Linked DNA regions of Zea mays: region 1 is linked to region 2. Evidence: chromatin contacts called from public Hi-C data. All regions are on one chromosome and are shown on one strand. Each heading gives the region's core, a stretch centred on a gene start, on an enhancer-like site or on the middle of the called end of the contact. The rest is flanking DNA. Distances are from core to core; before and after follow the strand shown. Region 1 holds the start of LOC100283382 (peroxidase 39). Region 2 has its middle 98 kb from the start of LOC100284492.

Evidence for each region. Hi-C and Micro-C count contacts between places; a contact is called where the count stands out from the background.
Region 1: a Hi-C map of endosperm shows a contact between it and region 2, with 6 times the contacts expected there. The contact joins the promoter of LOC100283382 here to the enhancer-like site in region 2. A contact is called at or near these places in 3 of 25 Hi-C or Micro-C datasets (endosperm, leaf and tassel).

Annotation. Positions count from the first base shown.
Region 1 is chr5:49,268,022-49,271,889 of Zm-B73-REFERENCE-NAM-5.0, forward strand. It overlaps LOC100283382 (peroxidase 39), which reads left to right and starts at 1,742. Exons shown (of 4, transcript NM_001156283.2): 1 at 1,742-2,068; 2 at 2,192-2,383; 3 at 2,483-2,645. The coding sequence starts at 1,862.
Region 2 is chr5:48,884,672-48,889,001 of Zm-B73-REFERENCE-NAM-5.0, forward strand. No RefSeq gene overlaps it. Among protein-coding and RNA genes, the nearest start is that of LOC100284492, 98 kb to the left of the region's middle. Within about 2 kb of position 2,785, at least 17 of the 20 cell types and tissues checked have an H3K27ac peak or open chromatin away from gene starts, as enhancers often do. A contact at or near this core is called in endosperm, leaf and tassel, where this site is marked.

The DNA.
Region 1 (3,868 bases), core at 492-2,991, 380 kb after region 2:
CTCGCTGCTGCAGAGAGACCAATATAATTGCAGTTGCTGGCAACTAATTAAACTGCAGTTCATGGACTCATGGTGGTGGTGACAGCAGCAGCAGCAGAAAAACAAAACAAAGTGAACAACGGAGTGAGCAGCGTGATGCGGCAGTAGTACTCCGGGTGGTGGTCCCAGAAGATGCAGGGGACAAGTTCGTGCAGAGACGTGTCCAGCTCCACCCTCCAGCACTGCTCAGCCACAGGTTTGCCGCCACGGCTGTGATGAATGGCTGGTAGGGCCGGCTCTAATTTGTTCCTTGTGCGCATGTGGAAGTGGGGGGGTGCCTCGCTTCCTCCCTCTCGCACACTTCTTGGACTTAGGGCTGGAAACGAGCCGAGCCGAGCCAGGCTCGGCTCGGCTCGGTGAGGCTCGGTGGAATAGCGAGCCGAGCCAGGCTCGGCTCGGTCACTTAGCGAGCTCGGTAACGAGGCTCGGCTCGGCTCGATATAGGCTCGCGAGCCGGCTCGGCTCGGCTCGCGAGCCTGTACACTCAAGTACTCAACAACAGTAAATATAGTCATTAACTCAAATTTGAAGCATAATATGTTCCATATAATAAAAAAAATATATCCCGACACTCTAGTTCCTTGTGAGTTGTGACCAAAACAGCACACTTACACATTGGTCAACGAAGATACGAGTAAGAAGTAGTTTGGACCGAGCCTCGAGCCGGCTCGCGAGCCTCACCGAGCCGGCTCGGCTCGGCTCGTTAGTGTAGCGAGCCACGGAATTAGGCTCGGCTCGGACTCGTTTAGGCTCGCGAGCCTCACCGAGCCGAGCCGAGCCTGATCGAGCCCGAGCCGGCTCGCGAGCCTCGAGCTTTTTTTCCAGCCCTACTTGGACTCATGGGCGAATAGGAAGGAAAGAGGAGCTCGAAAGCCTGAAGAAACCCACCTCCTCATGATGCCCTCTTCTCCGCTGTTCTAGTACACCCTACCGGCGCACCGCGAGATTCTGCTGTCCGATCTCAATCCGTGGGTCCGTTGCGAGCATGGACATGGAAAGCCGAGACGGCTTTTCGCTCCATTTCCGTTCAACTGAAGAAGCCTAGCTACAAATGGCGTTGTGTAGTAGTAGTAGTACGTCGTACCAATGGCGTGCGGTGCCTGATTCTTTTTATTTTCCCAGACGATTGACGACGGGCGAGGGCCGGAGTACCAAGTTGGCGTACAGTACTGTCGACGAGAGTCCACGCGTACATCCACCTACGCTTGACGTATGACACATGGAGCGAACACCGCCCCTGGCGCTGCCGCTGACATGCATGCCGCCGGCAAGGCCGGCCCTTTACTCCCGTCGCGTCGTCGTCGTGCTCCATTTGCGCTGCATGCAGGTAGCAGAAGCGTGCGTGGCCGGCGGCCCAGTTGCGTACGTACATCGACCGTACCATACATACATACGATACGATCGAACTGGGCTAGCCGCTCTACCGACCATATACGCAGGTCGGCGGGTGGTTAGATTAGACCCCATTTCCCTACCGACTCGTCGGCCGTTCCGAGAGACGGAGACCGCGTCGTCCGCTCCTCAGTTCCCTACCGACTCGTCGTTCGGATATCCAACTCGCTGCGCAAAGCAGGGTAGCTAGCTAGCGACAACCGAACCCCACTACCGGACTAGCCAGTAGCCAGCGCACACGTCGACGTCGTCACCGTGCCTTGCTGGCAGGCACTGTGTATTTATAGCCCAGCACCCGGCTCGGCACAGCAAGAGCTCGAGACCGACAGGACGAGACTCGCAGCTAGCTGACACGGCCGAGAAGCAGCTTGCATTGCAGGCGTAGTACGTACCCAGCAGCAGCTAGCACTAGCAGTCCATCGGAGCGACGATGGTGAGAAGGACGGTGCTGGCGGCGCTGCTGGTGGCCGCCGCCCTCGCCGGCGGCGCGCGGGCGCAGCTCAAGGAGGGGTTCTACGACTACTCCTGCCCACAGGCGGAGAAGATCGTCAAGGACTACGTGAAGGCGCACATCCCCCACGCGCCCGACGTCGCCTCCACCCTGCTCCGCACCCACTTCCACGACTGCTTCGTCAGGGTACGTACTATAGGAGTTAGCAAACAAGGCGCTAGCCGCTAGCTGCGTGCGCGGCGACGAATGCCCGATATGCCGATGCCGACGATGACTGACCGCGCCATGCGCTCCCGCCGTTGCACGCAGGGCTGCGACGCGTCAGTGCTGCTCAACGCGACGGGCGGCAGCGAGGCGGAGAAGGACGCGGCGCCCAACCTGACGCTGCGCGGCTTCGGCTTCATCGACCGCATCAAGGCGCTGCTCGAGAAGGAGTGCCCCGGCGTGGTGTCCTGCGCCGACATCGTCGCGCTCGCCGCCCGCGACTCCGTCGGCGTCATCGTCAGTGCTCCTGATCGAGTCCCCCCCCCACCCCATGCATCTGCGCTTCCTAAGCCGGCAAAACCTATATATAAACCGGTCGAACGCGCATGCATGCAGGGCGGTCCGTTCTGGAGCGTGCCGACGGGGAGGCGCGACGGCACCGTGTCCATCAAGCAGGAGGCGCTGGACCAGATCCCCGCGCCCACCATGAACTTCACCCAACTCCTCCAGTCCTTCCAGAACAAGAGCCTCAACCTCGCCGACCTCGTCTGGCTCTCAGGTACGTACTTCCCCAAACCAAACACCTGACCCCCTCCATGATCCGTTGACGCCACACCGTTCTGAGCAGAAGAAGAAGAAGATTATCTTTTCACCTGTCAATCAATCAGCTTAATTTACATGCCAAGGAAGAACTAGACAGATATTAGGCAGTGACAGGTCTGACTAGTCCTATGATTACAAGCCACGCTTGCGAGTTTATTAAACATTCCAACGGCACCGACACCCAGTGCTGCTACTTTCGCTTTCGCTGGGTCAATCATTTGTTTGGTCAGGCTGGCATAAGCAGTACCACTGCTATGATTGTGCTAGAGGACTGGTAGCCTCGTGAGTCGTGACAAACTGTTTTATGATTTGAGAAAATAACTGGACAAACAGCAGGAGCCTAGAACGTTTTAGTAGCAGTTAGTTCGCTGTCATAGCCGGATTGGACAGACAACCTGAACATGCACAGAGCGGCCCTGCTAGGTAGAAGTACTGCTGTCTTCTCCGTTCCAAATTATAAGCTATATTCTAAAATTATAAAGTATAAGTTATATTCTAACTTTATAGGTTTTATTTTTTTAATTATAAGATAGTTTAAGATTTCTAAATTTCTAATTTTTTACTATATATCTAGACATAATATGTATTTAGCGACGTACTAGCATGTAGCAAAAGCTATAAGTTTTAAAAAGTCAGGAAAAAAACTTTTTTGATTTAGAACAAAGGGAATAGCACGCGTTACTGAATAATGGCATCCATTTGTCCGTCAGAGCTATCTACCATATAAAAGACAAAGTTCGTACTGTGGGTCAAGTCGACATCTAAAAGGCAAAAGTTGAGCACCTAACAGTATTTATTGACGGTGCGTGCATGCACGAATCAGCGTTAGGAAGCATAGTTCTGTCTTTCTAGATAGACTAATAACTAGAGTGAATCCGTAGCCAACAGAAATGGAGGCGATTAAATTGGGCAACTGCAAGTCTGTTGTCTCCTCATCTTTCAGTCTTCGGGTTAGTGCAGTAGTGTCAGGCACAGGCGCTGAGCCGAGTAGAGTAGCTAGCCGACAGCTGCACATCGTCCTTGAGGAGAGACACAGCATGTTAGTAGTTAGCATCTAATGGATGCAGCCGGAGTTTGGTACCCAGGAAATGATTCAGTACGGCAGAGATAAGATAAATTTGTGTAAGGAACCACTTTTGAGGATAACGGACAGAGAGTGTATCTGACCTTATTACGTCC
Region 2 (4,330 bases), core at 1,535-4,034:
TTGTCGCGTCCACCTCGTTGTGTCATCGTGGACTTGTTGGCGTGCTGCTGTGGTATCTGAATCGCGCTCGCCTCAGCTTGGACGAGTTGTCATGCCATCGTCTTCGTCAAATGAAAATTGTTGTGCTGACACGCTAATGCCGTCGATCGCCATCCTCGTCTACGCCAACAAGCCGTAAAGACACTCTTGTGCTGACCACGCGCCACTTGCTCGACCAAAACAAATCCCCCGAGTATCTAGTCAAGAATAGAACTTGTGTGCATCACTCGCTAGATGCTCAAGAAAAGGCTCGAACTGGAGATCATCGTCGTCTCACATCTGCCAAGTTGATTTGATTATGGTGAGCTGATTCTCTACTTTTATTATTTTATTTTAATGAATGGATCGATAGTTATGTAGGTTACGTTGATTCTCGTATTTTTAGCAAGAGCGTTATGTGTTGAATTAACCACGTCGTCTAGTATTCGTCAGTTCGTAGGTCAGTGTTTCTAACGGCTAGCTGACGTGTTTTTCTCGAGTGTTCGATTCTATTAGTTTGAGAAAAGACTCGAACTAGAACCCACTATCGATGCCGCAGTTTCGAGTGAATTTAGTATTAGTGCGGTATTTAACGTGTAATCGACGAAAAGTCCGAATTAGTATTCGTTAATCGATGTAGTGGATCTGAGCTAAACTTATTATTGGCGCACATTTTTGTTAGCCGAATTGTTAGATAGATTAATTAAATATGTGTGATGCGAAATAAAATTAAAATAGCTCTTTGTAATCAAAGTGGTATAATTTATAAAGCGAGGGATAAGTTTAGCATTTAATTAATTAGCTGGTGAGTTGTGTTTAGGCTAATTGTGTTAAATGTGATGATTTGATAGTTGATGTTTTATACAAGTTAATTGAAGCAAGTAATGACCCTAAGTTCTATAAGTCCGTCGGGATAGGTTTTAGGAGAGTAAAATGCTTACACATAGTTTAATGTTGTGTGCTGTTCGAATTAAATCCGCTTAAAATTAGAATGCCATAGCTATAGTTTTAATGTGATATCGATATCTAGTATTTTCGTACACTCAATTTATAGCGTCGGCAAGCGGTGGCTCCAAATTTGGGAAAGGCAAGCTGGCGACCGGAGCAAGGTGAGTCACCGGAGTCGCTTATTGTGGCATTTACTGGGAAAAGGGTTTACGTCAGTCACGACTTAGTCTTCACGGCCCACGACGATGTGGTGAAACAACTTAAGGCGTGTCGTGACCGAGGTGAACGGCGGGCACGATGACGGCGGTCGCGCGGCCACGTTGTCGGTCAAGTGAGTACGACGACTGAGCAGTAACAGTGCCCCAAGTTCATCCTCCGCGCGAGATCTTTCACCTCACGTAGATATCCGCGCACCACTGGGCACGAATCGCAACGCTGGCGTGGATCGCGGCGTGAGTTCATCGGCGACGAGATGCGCTGAACCTGGATTCTTGTTCAGTTCACTATACCATCGTGATCCCAATAAGTCGTTCTGACAGAGCAAGTTTAGGAACTCTTTCCTCAAATTTTTATGGAACAACCCACTAATCCGTCTGTAGCAAAGTTGTTCTTCAACAAACCAGCTTTGATTTTGTTATAGCAACCTCGATCAAACATCCACTGGATCCTATGCAAAATCGATCTCAAAGTTCATCCTAGTTCACTGTTAGTCGAATTTCAGTATCAAGGGTGACTGATATCTTAACTTCAGGTCCATTTTTCTCCTATTTCCATACAGCTCCAAGGCTTAGTCACTTAATCAAACTTGAACTACTAACATAGCTCTACCATTTTGTTGTAATGACTTGGGGCAGAATCTCCATGGATTAAGAATACAAGGTTCCAAACTTGGTCTAATGTCACTGATTTTAGGGTTTAAGCCATATGGTGCCATTGGGGCTTTTTGCAAATTACTCCAATTTGCTCCACAATACTTGAAAATCTTCCAATGTAAAAGTTGTTTAGTTTTTGATACTCTACCACTTGATATATGCACTTTGGTTCAAAAGTGCATAGAAATTGAAATCACCTTATACGACACAAATTAAGGTTTCCAGGGCTCTTATAGGGTTTTGACTGTTCTAGGGTTTGTGTGCCACTCAAATCCATCAAGTTTAGTCTCTTATGAACATTTCCACTAACTTTTGAGATAATACTCAATTTGGCATCACACACACTGTAATACCCAACTTTGGAATATAAAAGTGTGGAATAAACCTTTTTGTGTGAGGCCTTTTCATTCATGGGAACTATTAGGACACATACTGAAAGAGAATAATTCTTCAATAAAATGTGCATCATGTTGGAATTTATGTGTTGTTGCATCTATAAATAATAAATATAATATTAATGAAAATATGTTAGTGCCCAAATTTGGAATTTAGACCAAACTTATCTCTTAGAAAAGAAAAGAAACAAATGATGAAGAGAATAAGGGAAATATTATATAAATATAAAGAATATATATATATAAATGCACCTGTCATACAAATATTTGAATTTGAATATTTCATCTAAGCATGAACTTCACAACAATATTTGAATTCAAATTTAGAAAAAAAATGAAAAGAAACCAGAAAAAAGAAAAAGAGAAGGGAATTACCCGCGCATGGGCTGAGCACCGCTCCATTTGGCCCATCTAGCCATTTCCTTTGCGCAGCCCTGATCTCGCTTCTGCTATGGTGGCGCCGACATCCGGGGCCCGCAGGTCAGCATATCCCACGCTCGCGCGGGCGGTACACTGTCAGGTGGGGCCGCCAGCTCAATGAACTCCCTAAACCAATGACACATGGGCCCAAGTGGTCAGCTCGATTTCCCCTTCCGGCTGTACACGTTGGTTAGACTGCTCGGTGGGCCCAGCAAGTCAGTGACATCCCCTTCGATGGAATCGCGGGCGTGCAACAGAACCCGAGCTCCCTGCTCATGGCCGACCTCGTCGTACCCGCCCGCTTCGGTCGCGGCCGTTGTGGCCTCGCCCTCGGACTACTTAAGTCTAGGTCGCCTACGCCGTGCGCCCGAACCCAATTGCTTCATCCACGTAGAAGGACCGTGTCGCGCGACTGGTTCCCACCGCCGCCGTGGGAGAAGAATTCTGCTGTAGCCACGCTACGAGTTATCATCGACGATCGTGGCTGGAGAAGGGTCCCTGGTGCTCCTCTAAGTCACACTAATCGTGCGTGTGTCCGAATCGGGGAAGTGTGGCACTAGTGGCGCCGGAATTTCTCGACGGACATCCGCTCCGCCGCGGGGCCATCCTGTACTGTGGACCAGGGTTTGTGCGGCCCAAATCCTCGGTATGTTGCCTGCTTCGAGTTCTCTACCTATCTGTTATTGTATACGATCGTTGAATTTAGTAATAGGTCGTCCAGGGGTCGGTTAGCCGTCGCCGTTGTGTTCTCCGTCGCGGGGATCGGTGACGCTTCCGTGCTCTACGACCGGGCGAAGAAGACGGGGGCGCATCCGTCCGATCTTGCACCAGCGACAGAGATTAGTTCGGCGAACCCGTTAGGTCTTGTTAGATCGGTGCTGTTGATCCTGGATCCTACGGCTGTGATTTCGCCTAGCGTAACAATTCAACCAGAGTGCACCAGGACAGTTCGATCACGATCGGGCGAGTCCTATTGAATACCGATTCGGGATGGGGGTTGATCTAATTTGGGCGCCTCATTCTAGATCGGATGGCCGTGGGACCACGGTACCCCTTCAGACGCAAGAACAAATGAGCCCTTCTGTTTATAGTGATTCAACCAGCGGTCCGTCCTAGTAGATGACTGAGTCTAAAGAGTTTTATAGGTTGGCCCCTTTACTTGTCAGTATTAGTGCACGCAACCCCGACCGTTGATAAAAACAGATAAATGAATATAGAAATCAATTTTTAGTACAAAAATTATTCCAGAAATTTGTATAATTCATATTAAATTCATTTTAACCCCAAATTGATCCATTCCAGTGGCATTAATTTTGTTTTAATATTCTTCATCACCTAGTACCTCTGTTTAGACATGAAACTTGAATTAAAATTGTTTATTTGAATTAATCTATTCTAAGTACTCAATAACTTCGGAAATTCATAACTTAATAACCGTAGATCCAAATTTAGTGGTTCTTGTTCCAATGATCTCGTTACACAGTGTAGAATATTATCATGCATTCTGTTCTATTGATTGGTGTGATGTTAATTTTTGCTATACTATGTATGTTTGTACTGATGCGAGTAGATGAGAAGCCACAGAGGATCCAGGGGTTCAGTAGGTGGAGACTGCTGAGAAGGAGCTCGTTGAAGGCATGTTGTGCCCTTGATCACTTCTTTTTACCTAGTCATATT